2 separate regions of the Macaca mulatta genome follow, and region 1 is linked to region 2. Evidence: chromatin contacts called from public Micro-C data. All regions are on one chromosome and are shown on one strand. The core of a region is the stretch at or near the end of the contact, and the rest is flanking DNA. Distances in the headings are between cores, read along the strand shown. Region 1 holds the start of OFD1 (OFD1 centriole and centriolar satellite protein). Region 2 holds the start of TCEANC (transcription elongation factor A N-terminal and central domain containing).

Region 1 (3,735 bases), core at 1,082-3,581, 76 kb before region 2:
ATCTGCAGCGTGCCTATCACAGTGCCAAGCTTACAGTAGGCATTCAGCAGATTGGCAGAATCTTATTAGACAAGATAGAGGATAGATCAATTATAGGTCTGGAACATTTAGAGATTCTATATATCACTATTTTACATGAGACTAAATGAGATGCCAAAAAATTAATTTCAAATTTAGTACCCACTTATTATATAACAAATATCTTATGTGCAGGTACAACGTGAATTCAAAGAGGAACTAGAAATGGACCTAGTCAAGGAGCACTTAGCTATCATGCAGCACTTTACTGTCAGCAGAGGAAGAACCTGTTAATAAAAAATTCAAAAATAGAAAAGGAAAGACTTTACCTTTTCTTTTGCCAAACCACTTTCTGGAAAGAAAACAGAAAGTGAATATTCATAGCCACATCTTTGTAAGTGATCTGCCACTAAAGAGTTAGAGGCGCCTATTAAGAGGGAGCTCCCTTCTACTGAAATGGACCGAGGTTGCAGTTCTCCACTCAATACAGGGTGCATCAACTCATGAATTAGCTGGTTTCGAAGTTGTGTCTAGTGCAAAATAAAAACAAAAATAAAAAAGAAACAAACACAAGGGAAAGAAATTTCAGCAGGATTGTTTCATTAGAGATATACACAGATGTGTCACATTCATTGGAAACCTTCCTTCTATTTCCATAATGGTTCTAGATGCATGGCCAGAAGTTAGGAACCTTTCCCTGCACACTTTGTCTTACCCCGTGAGACAAGCAGTCCAGTGGGTTCTAGAAAAAGCTTTCTTTCCCCAGCTTCCAAATGAAACGGGTGGTTAGCCAGATCCGCTTGCAGACTCGTAACTTCACTTCCCTAGAAGCCCATTTCAGCAGCTTACGATTGGGATATTAAGTATAGGAAAAATTTCTGCCACTTCATCACACCTCTGTGGACTGTTGGAGAATATAACCAAAATATTCAACAACAGGGGACTGCTATATACATTACAAAAATATCCAAAGATAAGCCTGTCGCCACTGAAAATGAAGATTTCAAAAAACTTTTAAGGAAACAGGGAAATGCTCACCATATAATTTAAATTAAAAAAGGATACATATACAGGATATATCTACGTATTTTAAATGTAAAATATGCTTTTGAAATGCATATTGCAATGAAAACACGCTGAGCTAATCCTACTCCTGGCTGTTAATCCAAATATAAAGTATACTAATAGATATTCGCTGCCCAAATTAAATATTCATACATTTCAATATAGTTTAAAGATGAAATTTTTCATTTCCGAAACTATTATTAAGCAGTACACTAGTATTTTCTATATGGTGTCAATGTCCTTCATCCAACTGTTTTACAAATCCACTTACTAGTTTAGGAACCTATAAGCCATATTTATAAAACAAGCCTAATCTTACTGTGTTCATTATATAAACATTTCCTCCTATCTTACTGTCAAATTCAATTAATTATTTGAATATGCTCCTTTAAGACTACTCAAACTCAACATTTTCTCAAACGTTTTCAAGAGACTGTAATGTTTCAGGATAGAGAGTTATTCGGGAATATAAAAATGTAATTGACCATTACAATCTATGTATCATACGATTATTAAAACCTAAACCTTGACTGAATTTTAACTACCTGTTACAGGTTACACTTGTAAAAGTTATGACACAGATACGCCTAAATCCGATACCTTGAGTGTGTCCAGTATACCCCGATCCTTAAACGTCTGGTATAGCTTTTTGCGCAGTTCATCTTGACTCAACACATCAGCCACGGGGAGCATGTTGGACTAGAAGACAAAATGGTTACAGGTTACCTGCGGGGCAGAGGCGTGAACGTCTGAAAACAGACCAGTGGCCTCCGGGGAAGCCATAAGAGGCCTAGCGGGGAAAGGAGTTTTAACGAACACAAACAAGACTTCATTTCCGCCTGTCCCCGAGAAGGGGCAGGTGTGTCTACCTGAGCCATCATCAGGCATCAGCTTCCTCCGAAGCTCGCCTCGCTCGCCCCGCCGCGGCCCGAGTTTAGTGCCCAGCCTGGGCTGTGGGGCCAAGACGAAGGGGAATCCCTACCCTCAGAGCCCTGCCTCTGTCCCGGGGGTTCGGGAGGAACAAGGGTGCTGAACGTTCTCTGCCTCGCACTCCCAACTAGGTTTTCTAGCAAACACGCAAGCTTCCTTTCTTCACGGTTCTGAGGCATGGGTGAGGACCCAGGCACGACTCAAAGGCGGCTGGAGGGCGGGGGCCCAGAGACTAGGGACTGAAGGCGGCAAGGTATGACCGCTTCACAGCCCATCCCGCAACTTCCGGAAACCTGCTAAGTACAGCCTTCCCTCTCTGAAGAGCTATGGCGCATGCGCTCGGTTGCCCAGCACCGGCCGGAAGCTCCACCTACGTATCGCGAGAGCACATCCCAGGGTATCGCGAGAGCACATCCCAGGGTATCGCGAGAACTGCTTAGGCGTTCTGGCTGCGGATGCGGAGCCGGGGTGTCTTCCGCCGAAACTGACGTTGCGTTTCCGTTGTCGGCCTCCGGGTGCAGGTAGGGAATGGAGCGAGTAGGGGGTGGGTGTTTTGAGTCCCTGGAGGACTTCCTAGCCCCTGCGTGACGCGGATGTTGGTCCTGTACCTCCACCCCTCCCCGGGGTGGCCGGGCCGGACCTGCCAGCCCTCCGCCAGCTCATCCGCGCGGCCCTTCCACCTGCAAACGTCCACTCTCTCGGGGGCTGTGGTTTCGCGGTTCACGGGGTCATTCAGCTAATCCAGGGTTTCTTAACGGCGGCACTGTTGCCTTTTGGAGCCGGAAGATTCTTTATTTTGGGAGGCTGCCCTGTGCATTGTAGGTTTAGCTGTATCCTTGCTCTCTATTTTGTCAGTATCACCTTCTCCCCCAAGTGTGACAACCAAAGATGTCTCCAGATATTGCCAGATGTCCTCTTGGAAGCAAGATCGCTCCGGGTTGAGATCCACAGAGCTAAACGTTTTAGAGTACCAACCATTGTGTGCTGTGAGGTAAAGGTGAGCCAGTCCTCATGATGCTTAAATGTAATTAGAAAGAAAAAGAACCAAACCTCTCAGAAGCAATAATGAAAATGTTACGGCCAGAGAATTGAACAAGAACTAAGATGCATTGTAGACTGGATAAAGATTTTAAAGGGCAGGTGGTTGAAGATGGAAGTAATCCAGATCATCTCTGTGGAAAAAGAGTGACTTTATCAGGGCCTTGATGGGTAGGATTCGGGTGGTAAGCAAAAAGGAGAACATCACAGGAAGGGGAAAAATGAGCAAAGGAATCATTAAAAGAAAACAAAAAGCCACGATCTTCTTGGGGGCAGTGAGGAATCTAGCCTGATTCCAGAGTTGTGTGCTGGGAATATAAGCCTTATACGGTATCTAAGTCCTGTGAGGACAAAATTGGATGTCAGCTTTGTGTACAGCATTGAAGATGAGTACAATGAGTTTTGATCTCTGGCTGTGAAAAACTTAAAAGTATTTAAGAGGCAGTAAGAGTGACAGGACTTCATAGGAGGTGGAGAACCTGTAGGTTTTTGTTGGAAACAATTGAAGAGGAGGAGAGGCTTAGTTGGATTTTAAAGGATGGGTAGTAGTTGCAGACAGAATCAAGGAGAACATTCCAGGCATGAAGAGAGAAATAATAGCAGCTCTGAACTGGATACAGTCAAACTGAATTTGGGAGAAAAAATAAGTAAACGAGTCAACGCTAGCAGAGGTGGAACAACAGG
Region 2 (3,829 bases), core at 551-3,050:
AGTTCAAATATATCTTGTTAAAAAAACAAAACAAAACAACCACCACCACCAGAACCATGGTGCCCACTGTGGGCTAATCAAAAGGGGTTGGGGGGTCAAAACATTTGCATAAAGAAGGTCAAGCAGGTCCAGTTCCTAGAAATGAGGGGTGCTGAGCAAGTTGGATAAGTTTCCTGACCATTCTGTGCCTCAATTTCCTCATCTACAAAATGGGAGAAATCCAACATCCTAGGATTAATGAGAATTAAATGAAAGTCTTGATAAAGTGCTTTGAACTATGGCTGTCACACAGTAAGTGTGAATAACAGGATGTGAGTCTACAATTAAAAGGCTTAAAAATATCTACCAAACCAGGCATTGTTCTAGAGCAGGGGGTCAGCACACTTTTTCTGTTAAAGATCAGAAGGTACATATTTTAGGCTTTGTAGGCCATACAATCTCTATGGACTACTCAACTCTGTTGCTCTTGTAGCAGCAACAGCAGATACAGAAAATAACATAAATGGATAGGCATGATCTTGTTCTGGTAACACTTGTTTACAAAAACAGGCAGGCTAGATTTGGCTGCAGGTCATAGTTTGTTGACCCTTTTCTAGAGCAGGGCTGTGCAACATAAATATAACATGTAAACCACAAATATGATTTAAAATTTTCCAGTAGTCATGTTAAAAAATAAAAATTGAAATTATACATTTTATTTAACCCAGTATATCCAGAATAGTCATCTCAACACGTGATTAATATAAACAAATTGAGATAGTTTACATTCTTTTTCATGCTAATTTTCCAAACTTCACTGTCTTACACTTATAGCACATCTCAATTCGGACAAGCCACATTTCAAGTGCTCAAGCCTTATGTAACTAATGGCTATCATTATTGGACACCACGGTTCTAGAACTGATGCTAATATGGATAATGCTTAGATGCATACCTATACCAAAAAGTTTATACAGTGCCAGGAAAAGTAGGCACGAAATATGGTATTGGATCCATATAAAAACTTACAAAGATTAGCTAATATTATAGTAAGCAAGGTGCACACATCTGCACAAAAATGGCCTAAACCCTGAGAAGAACGAGAGGAAAGTTCTGGAAACAATGTTTCCAGAAGTTGGTAAAAAGTCAATAATAACCTAGATCTGTTCAGATCTTTAGATCTCTTTAAAGCCTAAAGAGAAAGTGTAACTTTCTAGCCCTAACCCACTTACAGCTCCCCAGCTTCACAGAGAGCCCCGCCCTCTATGGAGAGAAATGATGCCAAATGTTGGCAGTGGTGTAGCGGTTACTTAACTGCCACTCAGTACTGCGCTAGGGCCCTTTCCCTTAATGGTGACCCCTAGTAAAGGTGCAGCGAGAGGAAGAGACCAGCCCAACAGCCCGGTCTAACCCGGGTTCGAGTTCCGGTGGGTGGGGTCGAGCAACATGCAAAGCCTGCCGCTAATCATCTTGGGATGACGGCCCAGCACCCAGCACACAAGCAGCTGCAGTCCCGAGGGTTCAGCCCACTCTGGCGACCTCGGCAGTCGGAGAGGAAGGGGCGGGGGTGAGAGCACCTTTGGACCTACGCCGCCCAGGGCGCACCGGAAAGCCGCCGCGAGCCGGGGTGGGCTTCCGCTGGGAACAAGGGCTCGCCTTTCTGCGGGACACAGGCCCTGGCAAACCTGAAGCATGACTCACTGAAAAGCGCAGGCGCAGTTCCGGAGCTTTCAGCCGCCCAGCGTCCACGGAGAACTTCCGGTCACCGGGACAGGGACAACTTCAAGGCTTAGCCAATCCAAGCCCACAGGCTGGCGCACGTGGGCCTGGGACCCGGCGCATGCGCACTAGGGAAATGGCGCATGCGTAGAGCGAACGGCGGCGGCCGTGGGACTGGGCTCGCGCGGCTTCCTGGAGGAGGAGCTATGGCCCCGCCCCTGGCCCGATAGAAAGAAACTGCACTTTCGTTTTTTAGCAGCAAAGGTTGTTGACGTACTTTACAACTTACCTGTTCTGCTTCTACTCAGGACAGTCAAGACAGTGTTCAGCTAGATGTTCACATAACCGTAGACATAAATGTGAATCTATTTAACGCAGTAATTAATTCAAAAAGTGTTTTTAACATCCTAGCATGCAACAGTTGATATGAAAGTAGTAAATGTTAATTGAGTGGTCATGTGCATCCTGGACTTCTCATCTGTGCACATTCTCATTCTTTGCCTGCAAAGGGCCAGTAAAAGCACAGTGATGGTTGAACGAATGTGACAGCCTCCTATGCTGATGCCTTACTCCAAAGTAATTTGGGGAAAGGTTCAGGGAAGCAGATTATCCAATCCAATACTCTGGACTGGGTGCTGGCAGAAAGGAGGGCGATTGTATGATTAAGTATCATAATAAATCTTACCTAAAAGGAGGGGAGACAAGACCAGTGACTCATTAACTTACCTAAAAGGAGGGGAGACAAGACCAGTAACTCATTAACTGGGATAGGGGATGTTTGGTCATTTTTGTGGTTTGGACAATGTTTATGTTTTTTCAGCATTCCCACGTGATTACAAAGGAGTCTTGTTTTTGTCTTGATCCATCCGGTCAAAGAGTGGTCACGTCTGATGGTGTTCTGTGAAGTATTTATGTTCCACGGAGCACCAAGGCCCAGCTGTGACTGCCGGGTCAGCTCAGAGCTGTCAGGGGTTACTTTTATCTTGCTGTCTATTACAGGGCTAAAATGTTTGCCATTGTAAATTGTAATGCAATTTTCACTTAAGAATTATATAATACCTTGTTGAAGAAAAAATTATTTGGCTGGGCGTGGTGGCTCACGCCTGTAACCCCAGCACTTTGGGAGGCTGAGGCAGGCGGATCACAAGGTCAGGAGCTCAAGACCATCCTGGCTAACACGGTGAAACCCCGTCTCTACTAAAAATACAAAAAATTAGCCGGGCGTGGTGGCACGTGCCTGTAATCCCAGCTACTTGGGAGGCTGAGGCAGAGAATCGCTTGAACCCAGGAGGCGGAGGTTGCAGTGAGCTGAGATCGTGCCCTGCACTCCAGCCTAGCGACAGAGCAAGACTTTGTCTAAAAAAAAAAAAAAGAAAAGAAAAGAAAATTATTTAATGACACTTGTCACTTGTTAAAGCATGGTAAGGAAGACTTTATTCAGGACCATTGAGGTAGACATAGGGACCACTGCAACAGGGTCTTGCAGTGGGGAAGAGAGATTGGGCTCAACTTCAAATGTGGCATGGAAAAGTGAGAATTTATAGCCAAGGAGCAAGGAAGGGAGGTCAGTGAATGGACCTCCCTGACCTTTGCTGTAGAAATTTCTGGCCCAGTTCATCTGGAATGAATCTAGGGCTGCCAATGGATTCTAAAGAGGTTGCTGAAAAGTTGGTTCTTTTGGGCAATTTAAAAATGGAATACTTATAAAAGTACTCACATCTGTGATAATTTATCATGCATAGTTTTCAGGCCTTTGTTTTAAAATCATCTTTCAGCTGCTTCAATACTCTGGAATTCTCTTTGATAAATTTCCCTTAGTGCAGCGGAAACCTCTTTTCAATCCTTATTAAGTCTCTGAGTAGCAATATATTAACAGATATTCTGAGCTCATGCAGACAGCCCTTTCCTGCGAATTCCCAAGGAAGAGAGGCAAAATCCTTTATGGGCCTTCTCCAGAGGCTAATGTTACACATTGCTGAGGGAACAGTTACAGATGTTTTCCATGGAATGAGGTCAGAGAAACTGCCTCTTTCTGGGTTCTGAGGTGCCGGCCGGTGTTCATTTCCTGATAAAACACCAGGACCAGACACTGGGCTTAACTGGGGATGTTCTTATAAGTCACAGTATGGAA

The links. A called contact is a pair of places that touch in the nucleus more often than the background predicts.
Region 1: a Micro-C map of CD4 T cells shows a contact between it and region 2, with 8 times the contacts expected there. The contact joins the promoter of OFD1 here to the promoter of TCEANC in region 2. A contact is called at or near these places in 4 of 14 Hi-C or Micro-C datasets (CD4 T cells, blood, cortical neurons and 1 more).

Annotation. Positions count from the first base shown.
Region 1 is chrX:13,375,461-13,379,195 of T2T-MMU8v2.0, reverse strand. It overlaps OFD1 (OFD1 centriole and centriolar satellite protein), which reads right to left and starts at 2,331. Exons shown (of 23, transcript XR_013412673.1): 1 at 1,953-2,331; 2 at 1,684-1,782; 3 at 734-922; 4 at 348-548. TRAPPC2 (trafficking protein particle complex subunit 2) reads left to right here and starts at 2,347. Exons shown (of 5, transcript XM_077989535.1): 1 at 2,347-2,534. The coding sequence starts at 2,347.
Region 2 is chrX:13,299,036-13,302,864 of T2T-MMU8v2.0, reverse strand. TCEANC (transcription elongation factor A N-terminal and central domain containing) reads right to left here and starts at 1,800. Exons shown (of 4, transcript XM_077988142.1): 1 at 1,681-1,800.